Regions from separate parts of the Callithrix jacchus genome. Here region 1 is linked to region 2. The links are chromatin contacts, called in public Hi-C maps. All regions are on one chromosome and are shown on one strand. Each heading gives the region's core, a stretch centred on a gene start, on an enhancer-like site or on the middle of the called end of the contact. The rest is flanking DNA. Distances are from core to core; before and after follow the strand shown. Region 1 holds the start of MYOF (myoferlin). Region 2 overlaps MYOF (myoferlin).

Region 1 (6,856 bases), core at 2,841-5,340, 110 kb after region 2:
CCTGGCCAAGATAGTGAAACCTCGTCTGTACTAAAAATACAAAAAAAAATTAGCCGGGCATGGTGGCAGGCACCTGTAATCCCAGCTATTCAGGAGGCTAAGGCCAAGAATTGCTTGAAATCAGGAGGCAGAGGTTGCAGTGAGCTGAAATCACGCCACTGCACTCCAGCCTGGGCGAGAGAGTGAGACTCTCTCAAAAAAGAAAACAACAACAAAAAAACACTGGCAGCTTCACATTTTCCTTCCCAGGAACAAGAATGCAAAAAGTCTAAGACACCAATTTGCCCCCAGAGAACAAGTGCTAGGAACTGGTGGTACTCAGGGTTCCTGAATATTTGACATGGTTCTTTGCTGAGCCTCATTCACAAACTCCTGAAAGAACGTTCAATGTAATTCAGCCTTAAAGAAGGGTGATTGGCTGACTTTCCATGGTCTCTTTTAGGACTAAGAATCAAGGACTTCATCACACCAAGGTGTCTCAAATCTCCTGCCAGCTATTTGCTTACATGCTCAATATTTAAAATGTGTATTCAGCATCAGTGATGTGCTGGGTGCTGTAGAGGATGAAACAATCCCATGCCTTCTTGGCAGGGGCACGTCCCAGGGGAAAGGAGAAGCACACCAGTGACTAGGAAAGAAAACCCAGACCAGACAAATACCAGCACGCCTAAGCTGAGGGCAAGCAGGTGATATGTGTTGGGAAGGAGGAAAGAAAAACAAGGCATGTTAATTAATTTCTTAAGGACGATTGTAGCTTTATAAATGACTGAGAGCCTACAGAATGTGCCTTTGAAACATGTACCTTGAGAGTTCCCATGATTCCATAGGGTGGGGCCACTTTCCTTAGGCAGTGAGCCTCCAAGCCCTGTTCTCCAGGAAGGGATGGGAATGACTCAGTAGACTAAACACTTTTGCCTTCCTGATTGTTTTGTCAATACAATACAGTGGTTTTACGGGAATACCCACATAGGGTGTTCGTCAGTTTGAGCTGATAGGAATCTTGATGAGTCCTATGGTGCCCACTGGGTGAACCGAGGCTGTGTGTGGGCAGCGCACCAGGTGTCTGGACAGGCCACAGTAAATAACATCCATGAGGGCTTTCTCACATCATACTTCCCCTTCTTAAGTGGAATCTCGTAGCTTTAAGTATCCTCAGTTGTACTATAAGTATCCTCAGAACTTAATGTTACTTAATTTTACGCAGTGCGCAAAACTGGGGACACACCTGTAAAGGGTTTGCCATCACCAGGGTTTTAAACCACTGGCATAGACTGAAAGCAAGAAGAGTGCCCTGCTCATTACTATATCCCCTCCGGCACCTAAGGCAATGCATTCCACTTCTTGCTGAGAGCAGATAACTCAATACCTTGAACTAGAAAATCATAGAATCTAAAAGCAGAAATGCAGCTAAAGAAGACCAGTTCCCATCACGCCACAGCTGAGGAATTGGAGACCCAGGTGGTTAATAAACCCGGGTGGGTTGGCCAAGATCATCAGATACTGAGTCAATGTCAGCTAGAGTACAGCTGTTTCTACTCTGAGTTGAGTGTCCTTTCCTCTGTCCGGTTGCTTGTTAGCTAAATGCATGAATGACTTTACCATTGAATTTGTATGAACAAAGAAGGCCAGAAAAGAGACTAAAGTTAAAAGCATAATTGTTTGGATATACTATATTTGCCAATTTAACTGGTTTTCCACTTTCAATGCATTGTTTGCATTCATAGACTTAGACATATTTTTCGTCATTTAAAATGTTTCATTGATGCATACAAACTCCAGACAAATAACAAGTTGGATTTCAATACAGCATTAACTCCAATTCCTCTATAATCTATAAGATTCAAATAATTACCTGATCAGACTGATCCTAATATATTTTAATGTCTTTATGTGTCAATGATGAAGGATGTAAAATCTTTGTGTTTGTCCCTATTATGTAACTGCTTCAAGAAAAAAATTAATAAAACCTAACACATGTAAATAAACTGACATAACATGAGTACATGATATTCACTAGCCAGAATTTCAAACCTCATTGTCCTTTAAGAGCCCAAATTTGAGCTGGGCGTGGTAGTTCATGCCTGTAATCCCAACACTTTGGAAAGCTGAAGTGAGAAGATCATTTGAGCAGGGGAGTTATAACCAGCCTGGGAAACATAGCAAGACCCAGTCTTATTCTAAAATAATTTAAAAAAAAATTTTTTTTAACCAATTTTTGCTCTTCAGATTTTTTTTTTAAATCAACCAACAATTTGTCAGCTTTTTTTTTTTTTTTTTGCGATGGAATCTCACTCTGCTGCCCAGGTTGGAGTGCAGTGGTGCAATCTCAGCTCACTGCAACCTCTTCCTCCTAGGTTCAAGCAATCCTCCTGCCTCAGCCTCCCAAGTAGCTGGGATTACAAGCATGTGGCACCACGCCCAGCTAATTTTTGTATTTTTAGTAGAGATGGGGTTTTGCCATGTTGGCCAGGCTGGTCTCGAACTCCTGGCCTCAGGCGATCCACCCACCTCAGCCTCCCAAAGTGCTGCGATTACAGGCATGAGCCACTGCACCCACCCAGCCAGTTTTGAGTTTCATTTGTTTCATTTTCTTGCTCATCCTCAGAGGGAGAAGTTTAAGATGAGAAATGAAGGGGAAAATGAGAAAAAGAAAGGTTAAAGGTATAGATGACTCAGGAGCCCACAGGGAGAAGCAGTCTGGCTCCTGGAAGAAATGAGAAATGTAGCAAGGCGTGGTCAGGAAACACATGTCTATCCATGCGCCCACTCTCTCCTTTCCCTCTTTCTCCCATCCCTCTTACCAAGAAGTGAGCTGGCAATCTTACCAATGACAAACAAAATAAATCCTCCACACTGAGATTTAGAGACCTCACCTTAGCAAAACTAAGTCACTGACATTGGATTGTGTTGTGACACCAAGCGTTCTTGTCCCCGCCCCCTGCAATGGCAATCAAGTGTCACAGAAAAATAGGCTTTTGAAATTCCCATGAGCCTTTTATTTTTATCTATTTTTACACCCAGGCTGAAGTGCAGTGGCGTGATCACAGGTCACTGCAGCCTCAAACTCCTGGGCTTAAGCAATCCTCCCCCCTTGGCCTCCCAAAGTTGGCTTATGGTTGGTGAGCCACCATGTTCAGTCAACCATGAGGCTTTTAGAGATGATCTTGTTTAAACCCTTCCTGCCAGTTTTGCAGAAAACTGAGATCCCAGAGAAATGAAGTCACTTGCCCAAGGTCACTCAACAAGACAGAACTAGATTCCCAAACTGCAAACTAGCTGTTCAGAGTTCTTTCCTCAATGAGCAATTTAAAAGCTACAGAACATACAAAAAAACACCCCAACTGCCTAGACATGAGAACACTTACAAAGGCACAAAAGGGCAGGAAAACTCAGTAAATCTATTAATTTCACCTCACCTCCTTCTGGGTGGGGTGAAGTGACAAAGAGACAATCAAAGTGGTGCCCAGTGACAATCAAAGCAGAGTCAGGCTGATTCAAGGAGGAATGATGCCTGGAACAATTTAATCACTCTTCTTCCTCCGTTACCCATTTCCCACAAGCAGAGAAAATTAAAATACATGTAAGACTACCGAAACTTTGAACCAATACAGACCTTTTAGGTAATACCTGAAATTTAGGGATTAGCAAATACGTTTTCCGCCAAGAGCTTGCAGAAATCACATCTTGGAGCTAAAACATCAGGTCATTCCACGAGTCTCAAGCCCTGGAGAAATAAATGCCTTCCCCAGAAACAGGTCCTCTCGCATGACCTGCGCAGGTAACAAACGCCGCTGGAGAGACGTGGCTTCAACAGCCGTCTAAATGCAGCCTTTTCAAGAAGGTGACCCAAGAAACTAACATTCCAAAACAGGGCTTCAGAAAAAGAAGAAAACTTTTTCTTACCCTTAAAAATAACAGAAACAATAGGATCCGGCTTTCCAAATTTCGTTTTAGGGATATTATTGGCAGATTCCACAATCACCCGCAGCATGGCTCTCAGCTGGCAGGAAGCAAGTTTCGGCAAACGAAGTGGAGACTCAGGCGCTGGAGCTCTGGGCCGCACCGCCCCGGGAGAGAAGTTCTCTCCCAGTGAGGGGAGGATTTCTCCCAGGGACCGAGGCAAGGAAGGGGAAAAGGCAAAAGGGGTGGACCTCTGGCGGATTACTGACTGAAAGCTACGTGTAAACTGATACGGATCTCCCCGTCTGCGCAGTGCCGCAGGCACCGACTTACGAAGTTGGGAAATGTGGAAGTGAAAAGGACAAACTCTAAACTAAAAATAATTCTGTGCAACAAACGAAACTAAAATGAATTTGGAATTAAGAAATACGGGTAGGTCAGGAAACCACTAAAATGTTGCTGCCTTTTAGCAATGGTTCGTGAAACTGAATTAATTGATTTTTTCCTTCACTGCTTTCATTCTTTTCTGAGTTTCATGGAGTTTTAAAACTTCATTTTTTTTTTCTTTTGACTTTCGCCGTTCTTTCTCACACTGCTGAACACACCCACTCAGTAACCCTATGTTCAGCTGCTAAAAAGCAGTTAAAGGGTGCCGCCTACTGGGCGGCAAAGGAATGATTGAGTTCATTTTAAGTAAACGCGATCAGGGCATGGGAATACGGCTTTTCAGAATCTGTATATTGTGAGTTGGTCCTGTGCTTTATATACAAAAAGGACTTATCATAGAATTTCTTCAAAATCCCTTCAGAGGTGAGAGAGCTGGGCGCCTAAGTTTTCCTGGCTCATCAAATGCTGCCCATTGCCTTCAATGAAAATGGAGAAGTGACTGCCCACTGTTTCTGGACTGCCCATAGTGTCTTCCCGTCCCAGAGGGTGCATCCGGGTGGTACAGCCCGGTGGTTGAGATCACAAGAGGCAGCCTGGGACTAGACAGCCAGACCTGAGTGTGAGACTCTGCCTCACCACTCTGAGCTGTGTCACCTTAGCAACTTTCTGAACCCCTCACTTCCTCAGTTGCCTCATCTGTGAACTGGGGATAAAGGCTGCTTTTAATTTAAAGGTCATAGCATAGGGGCTGGCACAAAGCACACAGTTTAGACATGTAAGAAGTTCATAGGCCGGGCACTGTGGCTCACGCCTGTTATCCCAGCACTTTGGGGGGCTGAGGCAGGCAGATCACCTGAGGTGGAGAGCTCGAGACCAGCCTGATCAACAGGGAGAAACCCCATGTCTACTAAAAATACAAAATTAACTGGGTGTGGTAGCACATGCCTGTAATCCCAGCTACTGGGGAGGCTGAGGCAGGAGAATCACTTGAACTCGGGAGGCCGAGGTTGCAGTGAGCTGAGGTTGCGCCACTGCACTCCATCCTGGGTGACAGAGCAAGACTCCATCTCAAAACAAAGCAAAGCAAAACTAAACAAAAACTTCATGCTTATTATGCTCATAGCGTTAACTGTTAATGCAGGTTGACTTTAAATCAGGATCTCATATTTCAGAAGAAAAGGCTAAAACTTGGGATGAAGAAACACTGGATGTCTTTTTGTTTTAGAACACACAATCAAGACCCACTTTGAATGTATTTGAAGCTTGACTTAATCTACAAGAATTCTTCTGTCTCCATGAGTTTCTCAAAGGCTTAAAGTAAAGAACAAATTACCCAATGCTGTGTTCATAATTGTATTTAGTGGACATGTAGGAGTTTCAGTAGAATATAGACAATATTACTTTTATTTTATCTGACTGCTTTCTATTTGTCATTTTTACTGTGAAACATATTTACAGAAAAATGTATACAATATAAATGTGACAGTTTGACAAGTATCCAGGTCAAGACAGAATGTTCCTAGCCCCCCAGAAGCCCCTGGAATACCCTGTGTATCATATCTACCTCCTTCTCCCAGAGATAACCACTCTCCTGATTCTTTCTTTCCTTTCTTTCTTTCCTTTCTTCCTTTCTTTCTTCTTTCTTTTTCTTTCTTTCCTTTCTTTCTTTCTTTCTTTCTCTCTCTCTCTCTCTCTCTCTCTCTCTCTCTCTCTCTCTCTCTCTCTCTCTCTCTCTCTCTCTTCCTTCCCTTCTTTCTTTCTTTCTATGCAGTTTCACTCTCGTTGCCCAGGCTGGAGTACACTGGCGCAATTTTGACACACTGCAACCTTTGCCTCCCAGGTTCAAGCAATTCTCCTGCCTCAGCCTCCAGAGTAGCTAGGATTAGAGCCCTGCATCACCACACCTGGCTAATTTTGTATTTTAGTAGAAACAGGGTTTCAGCATGTAGGCCAGGCTGGTCTCGAACTCCTGACTTTGGGTCATCCATTGGCCTCGGCCTCTCAAAGTGCTGTGATTTCAAGTGTGAGCCATTACACCTGACCCTCTCTCCTGATTTTTATGGTAATGCTCTCCTTGCTTTTCTTTGTCATTTTTACCAAACAAACAAAAGAAAAACAGTTTAGGTTTGCTTGGTCATGACCTTTGTTTGGTGATATAAATTCTTTTATGTTATGAACTTGACATACATACACATATACTCATATGTATGGACACACACATACATATGTTCATACTGTATGAATTCTCTGCTGTATTCTGACCTTTATAGAAACGGAATCATATAGAATGGATTCTTTCGTGTTTGGTTTCTTTTTTTTTCAGCATTACATTGTGAAATTCATTCGTGTAGCTCTACTTTCTTCACTCTTGTTGCTATATGGCATTTATCGTATGAATGTTCCGCATTTTATTAATTCATTCTGCTAGTACCAGACATTTGGATAGTTCAGGGGTTGGCGCTATTGCAAACGGCACTGTTCTGAACAGTCCATGACTGTTCAATGTGCATGAGTTTATTTAGAATCTAATCTATGGGTGGAACTGCTTGCTGGATCAGAGAGTGTATGC
Region 2 (6,695 bases), core at 3,418-5,917:
GGCACTTAAGAGAGTCTATGACTCTGAATAGATTCAGAATCTCTTCCCTAAAGTTACGATTATCAAAATGTTCAATTTGATTGATTCATCACAAATTGAAATTGATTCATCTATTGCTCATTTGGTTAGAGCAATAGATTCCATTTTATATTAAATAGATTCCATGGACCATCTCTACTGCTTTCTCTTTCTTTCCCCAACATTCACTAGAATGAAGGGAAGAAAGGTATTGCCTTGCATGAGACATTAGAAGTGAAATATTCATGCCAGAAAGCAAAGCATTCACAATGCCATGTTTATATTAATGTCACAAAGACATCTAAGGAGGTGTCCTTGATGGAAAGCCAGCCAACCTCAGATCCACTCTCTGAGAATTATCGCCTCAGAGGGAGGGATCAGAATAGGCTGGAATTGATCCCAATTACCCTCACCATTCAACGATTAGCAAAGCAGCCCGTTCTCAGGAATACAGCTTTTACATTTAGTGTGTTTCACATGACACGTGAAGACATGTACCTTGAGAAAGATGGTTTGGGTTTTTCCACAGTATTTTCCAGATGCATTCTCACCACTGGTGGAGTATAAGACCTGATGCGCGGGAATTCGTGCATAGGCCAGTCTCTTCTCTCCCCGGATCATCCAGATGATGATGTCAGGCATGCTGTTCTGTGGCTGGTCACCAGCATCGGATGGAAGAGGAAGCACATCCATAGTTAGTTTAGATGGAGAGGGAGTCAGGCACAGTGGCTCACACTTGTAATCCCAGCACTTCGGGAGGCTGAGGCGGGTGGATCATGAGGTCAGGGGTTCGAGGTCAGCCTGACCAACATGGAGAAATGCCATTTCTACTAAAAATAAAATTAGCCAGCTGTGGTGGCATGCACCTGTAGTCCCAGCCATTCAGGAGGCTGAGGCAGAAGAATCGCTTGAACCCGGGAGGCAGAAGCTGCAGTAAGCCGAGATCATGCCATTGCACTCCAGCCTAGGTGACAGAGTGAGATTCCAACTCAAAAAAAGAAAAAAAAAAAAAGATGGGGAGAGAGGGACTGAAGACGTTGCATACTGGACCCTCAGAGATTCATTTTGCAAAGAATCCTTGGTTAGGGCTCTGTCTCAAATTCCTGAGCTCCCATCTTCTAGAACTGTACTGTGAGTTTGCAGGGCCGGGAGGCAGGCTAAGGCCGGCCAAAGGGAAGGGTGAGAAGCAGAGGGGCAGCCTTGCCTGGAAAAGCCCCTCCTTTTCTGCTCTGGGAGGCATCTTAGGAAATATTCCATCTTATCTCAAGCATCATTTGAAGAAAGCCACCAGCAGCAGTCAAAGGGTTACAGATTTCATGTATTTTACAGGACACAGAGTCTCTGGCTCACCATCCAACATTTGCCAAATCTGAAATATTAATTTCATTTTCAAAAACTTTTTTTTTTCTGATTATAAAGGAGATAATCCAGCTTTCAGGGCTGGATATCCAAATGTCCCTATTGGCACACACTGGTGTAAAAAGCTCCTTCTTCTAAGTCCACTATAGAACAGTGAGAGTACCAAAGCATACAAAGTAGAAAATTAAATTACCTATAATCCTGGGTGCTTTTTCAGGAGTATTTCTACCCACAAATACGTGACTACCTACCCAACCCTCTGATTTCTGAGAGACAGGAGGAGTCTCCTTACTTCCTCATTCTTCCAGTTCAGCGAGGTTAGTGGTAGCCAGCATTTATCCAGTGCTTACTGTGTGCCCTCAACTGTGCTGAGCCCTTACACCCATCATCTTTAAATCTTCACACAACGAGGCTAAGTAGTAAGCGCAATGTTTCTCAATTTTACAGATGGGGAAACTGAAGCTCAGAGAGGTTGAATAACCTGCCCAGTGTTATACATGGTAGAACTAGGATTCAAATTCAGGTCTTCCGAACCCCAGCCAAAGCTGACATTTTAATCCTCTGTACTACAAAGATCATTCAAAATATTCTCCGAAGTACCATGAAAATGATAATGATTTGTCCACTTTTGAAGACATTTCCAAGATCACCAACTCAAAATTCTTCCCTGGCCCTGATTTCAATAACATTCATCCATTAGCATTCTCAGCCCAGTTACTCCTTGATTTTTACAATCTGTCAGATCTGCTCAATATCCCAGATAACGTAGTCGATTCTCCTTCTACCACCCCTATTCTTGGTGCCATTTTGCAGAGCCCTTCTTCCATATTAGGTGATGGTTGCATAGTTTAAAAGTCCTACCTCTTCGGTCAGCTGCATTAATTTATCAAGCCAGTCCTCAATTTCTGCCAGTGTGGACTTCACATCTGTGGCTTCCGACCTCATCCTCACAGCTGCCTCATGTATTTGGGAGAGAGATCTGGACCGCAGCTTTCGGATCTGAGTATCGAGAACTGTGACATTGGCTTTTCCTTCTGTGAGAGGCAGTGTATATCTAGAAAAAGGAAGAAATAAAGAAAAAGAAACAGAATTTGAAGACTAACCTAATTTTAGGCTTCAGAACTGTCCAATACATTTATGTTTGATTTCCATCTTACAAACCTCTTAACTCAATCTACAAGCGTTGCCTGGTTGATGCTGGAGTTGAATGTATCTGGCATTGCCAGAGCAGACCTGCCAGTCTCTTAATTTTCACAAGGCATTCAGGGAGATTTAAATCCCAAAGCTATTTAAGGCCTTATGGTTTAACAATGGCCCAAGGAGTCACTGGAAAGAACATGGAAACAGTGGCCGCTGAGAGGAACTGGCTTTCCCACCTTTTGCTTCCTAAATAATTTTACAGACCCACAAAATGATGGAAGAGGAGGGAGATTAGAGACCATTTAGCTGAAGCATTCTTGACTTAGGGAATCCTGGGCCTCTAAGCAGTCTACGGGTGAGTCTTAGAAGGTCTGTGAAACTCTGGAACTTATAAAGAAAGCTGTGTCTGTCTGTGTCCATGTGTAGTGTGATATAATGAAGAAGAAGATAGGCTTTGAAGCCAGTGACCTGGGCACTAACTGTGGCTCCATTCTTTACTAGTTCTATTGTTGTGACCAGCCACTTACTTTCTTGTCCTCCTATTTTCAAATGTGGGACATACGTTTTAGGGCTGTTGTGAGAAGGAAAGGAGTTGATATATGGAGAACATTTGGAATAGTTGCATTGCAACGTCTAAATAATGTTGCCATCCTCATCATCATCTCATCATCTCTATCATCATCATCATCTCATCAGATTCTCAAAGGGGCCCGTGAACTCCAGAAAGGCTATGAACCACCTGTGTAGGCCGAATCCCCATTCAGTATGACAGCCTGGATGTGTTGTGATGAGACCCCCAAGGATTACTGAGAGCGGCTGAGCTAGGGCCAGAATTAGCTTTCTGCTGCCAGGCCTTCCCTCCCACCATGGTATCTGGTGGGACACAGGGTGAGGTTTTCACCAGTTTCAGGAAGCTCCATTCACAGTGTCCCTACCTAGAATTTCCACTCACTTGAATTTCACCCAATTCTTCAATGAAGAAAATCCTAGCACAACTTCCCTTAAACACTGAATTTCCTGTTATATAAGGTTTAAAACGATTCCAATTTGATTCCTCAAAACCAGCTGACATCAGAAATATAAATAGATGACTGTGACTTGCTCTGCAAATCTTTTTTCTTTTTTTGAGACGGTGTTTTGCTCTTGTTGCACAGACAGAACTACAATGGCGCGATCTCACCTCACTGCAACCTCTGCCTCCCGGGTTTAAGCGATTCTCCTTGCCTCAGCCTCCTGAGTAGCTAGGATTATAGGCTTGCGCACCACGCCTGGTTAATTTTTGTATTTTTAGTACAGATGGGGTTTCTCCATGTTGATCAGCTGGTCTTGAATGTCTGACCTCCGGTGATCCACCCACCTTGGCCTCCCGAAGTGCTGGGATTGCAGGCGTGAGCCACCACGCCCAGCCTGGTTTAGTAAATAACTATGGCATTGGATTTGAAGGGTTAAGTCCCCAGAGTGATTCTTTGAGGCAAAAAGCTATCTGGAAGCTGTTAGTTCAAAAGTCACACTTGGGGTCCTGGACAAACAGATGCTGACTGTGGAATACGGTGCAGGAAGATGGGCTGAGTTGGCAAACCCAGCTCTGGGGATCACATGTGTCATTTCACCTCTTTGATCCTCTGTTTCTCATTTACAAGATAAGGAGACTGAAGGACATGATCCCTGAGGACCCAGCGCTAACATTTGGAATTTAAACAAGCGCCTCAGCATTGCTTTGATTTTGGCTACGTTTCAATTACCTGGCTAAACCACTAGGCGGCACAAGAAGACAGGGCGACTTAGGGCGTTAGCTCAGCCTGGGGAATAAAGGCCTTTCTGCTTGTGGAAAGCATTCAATATGCTTTTCTTTCGGAACTTCCCTGTCCACTGCTTTATTAGCCAATATTTAAAATGAGTTTGGAATGAATCACTTTTCCCTTTGATTTCCATCTGCTACAAGATCTGAGCTGTTTCTCCAAGTCACAGTTATGAAACGTCCTCTGGTTCCAGTCAAATCTACTGATTTCGCCTAACGGAGGCTTGGCCACATTGTTCATTAGACACTCAGTAAAAGAGCAAGTAAAAAGGCTGTTTCTAAAAATATGTTATGAATTAGAGATATTGTTCCGAATGGTGAAATCGACGCTCCACCCCAGATCCCATTCTCCATGGGAGCCAGAAGTCACTCTTCTCCAGGGGAGGGGTCATCTGTGGGTTGATGGGAAGCAGAGGCTCGGGCTTGCCTCTTCCACCCCTCCCCGTCTCTTGCCTGAAGCTGTCTGGGACGTGTTTTCTGGAGTGGGGCCTCAGCCTCCCTAGGCTACTTTAGAACTGGCACCAAATCAGAAAGTGGAACTATTCCTGGTGGTGATTCAGGCACTCCTCCCAGTGAGGGCTTTTACGAAGGCTGGATAACTCAAAATCACTTTTTAGACAAACACTAGAAACGATTTTACAGGCGTTACAGTCAGAATTTCAGGGAGGAGAGCATGGATGAAAATTTTGAGATAAGGTGACTGTACCTTGTGTCTTCTATAACTTCATCTATCAGCTTCAACCACAATTCAGCCAGCTGGTTTGCAGGAATTTTACTTTGTATCCCTGATTTTAGAGCTGATATATTTGATTGCTGAAGAATTTGAAAGGAGAGAAAATAATCGATAATTGTTCATTATGCCATTATACCTTTTCATACAGTTTAACCTTTGAAACCATGTAAATATTTTTATATATTCATAAAACAAACAAAATGAAACCAGCAAAGATAGGAGAGGGAACCCTAAAGTGGAATATAACCAGAAATAAAACCCAATTATATTTCAGACAAATAACATAATTACACTAAACTAACCCAAGTAACTTTGGAACACAATATTTTGACCATATACCATTTGTTAAAAGGCATAAAACAAAACCAAAAAACAAGAAACCCATAAACATGTTGAACTCTAATTAGTAGGTTTATTTTTCATAGTGATTTATCTACAGATTTTAGGATTGAACAAAGGAGCAAATATATTGAGGATAACGAAGGCCAGATTTCTCACTGTTGGAGAAGAAAGTTACAGAAACAGGAAGGACTAGAATAACCTTGTAGTATTGGGCTGGAACTGGAAGTATCTTTATGAAGTCATGGCTTTTAATATATTGATAGATATGGAAATACACATATATGTGTGTGTGTGTGTGCAAATTCATTTGCCGAGAAGGCCTAGAAGCAATGATATTTCAGTAGTGGTGAGCACTCTAGTACTCAGATCTTGTTTCTAAAATGCTATTCCCCACTAAAAGGAAACAGGGCTGCTTGAAGAAATGGCAATAGGCTGGGGCAGAGAGAGAACAAGATAAGCCCAGAACACATGGTTCTATCCCACTGAGCATCTGCCAACAGAGAAGTTGAGGGAGAGCCTACCATGAGTGTCAAAAGTCCTAACCAAGGAAAGCCACCATCCTGTCCAGATTAGGCAGCTTAGTCAGTGGAGAGAGCTAATAAGAAGAACAAGGATGGGCCAGGTGTGTTGGCACACACCTGTAATCCCAGCACTTTGGGAGGCTGAAGTGGGTGGATTACCTGGGGTCAGGAGTTCAAAACCAGCCTGGCCAATGTGGTGAAACCCCATCTCTACTAAAAATACAAAAAGTAGCCAGGTGTGGTGGTGGGCACCTGTAATCCCAGCTACTCGGGAGCTGAAGCAGGAGAATCGCTTGAACCTGGGAGGCGGAGGTTGCAGTGAGCTGAGATCACACCCTTGCACTCCAGCCTGGGGGACAGAGCAAGACTCCAGAAAAAAAGAAGAACCAAGATGAAAATTGTTGAAGAACATCTCAAACATAATTATAATACAGGTGCAATTAATTCTCCACCAATGCCTTTGAGATGTACATTGCATTATCAATTGCAACTTTATTTTAGGGACAGTTATGATTAAGTCAATTTAAACCTATAATTATCTTCCCAGATTGCCTTTATAATAGAAAAGAATATTTCAGATTTTGCCATAGAGTTTTAGATCAAGTATACTCCTGAAACCCCGTATATTTTGGTCCAGCCATGGTAGAGATTAGATGTTTAAAATATTAATATTAATATAATTTGGAAATCAAAACATCAATGCCAGATGGATTTTACCACTACCTGACAGGAGTAATTTAGTATTTTTTTTTTTTTAGACAGAGACTCACTCTGCCCAGGCTGG

What was found. A called contact is a pair of places that touch in the nucleus more often than the background predicts.
Region 1: a Hi-C map of skeletal muscle shows a contact between it and region 2, with 17 times the contacts expected there. The contact joins the promoter of MYOF here to the enhancer-like site in region 2. A contact is called at or near these places in 3 of 3 Hi-C or Micro-C datasets (induced pluripotent stem cells and skeletal muscle).

Annotation. Positions count from the first base shown.
Region 1 is chr12:86,221,635-86,228,490 of calJac240_pri, forward strand. It overlaps MYOF (myoferlin), which reads right to left and starts at 4,091. Exons shown (of 55, transcript XM_078346062.1): 1 at 3,904-4,091.
Region 2 is chr12:86,108,849-86,115,543 of calJac240_pri, forward strand. It overlaps MYOF (myoferlin), which reads right to left. Exons shown (of 55, transcript XM_078346062.1): 23 at 5,022-5,128; 24 at 2,239-2,431; 25 at 517-672. Among named protein-coding and RNA genes, the nearest start is that of MYOF, 110 kb to the right of the region's middle. Within about 2 kb of position 4,668, at least 3 of the 16 cell types and tissues checked have an H3K27ac peak or open chromatin away from gene starts, as enhancers often do.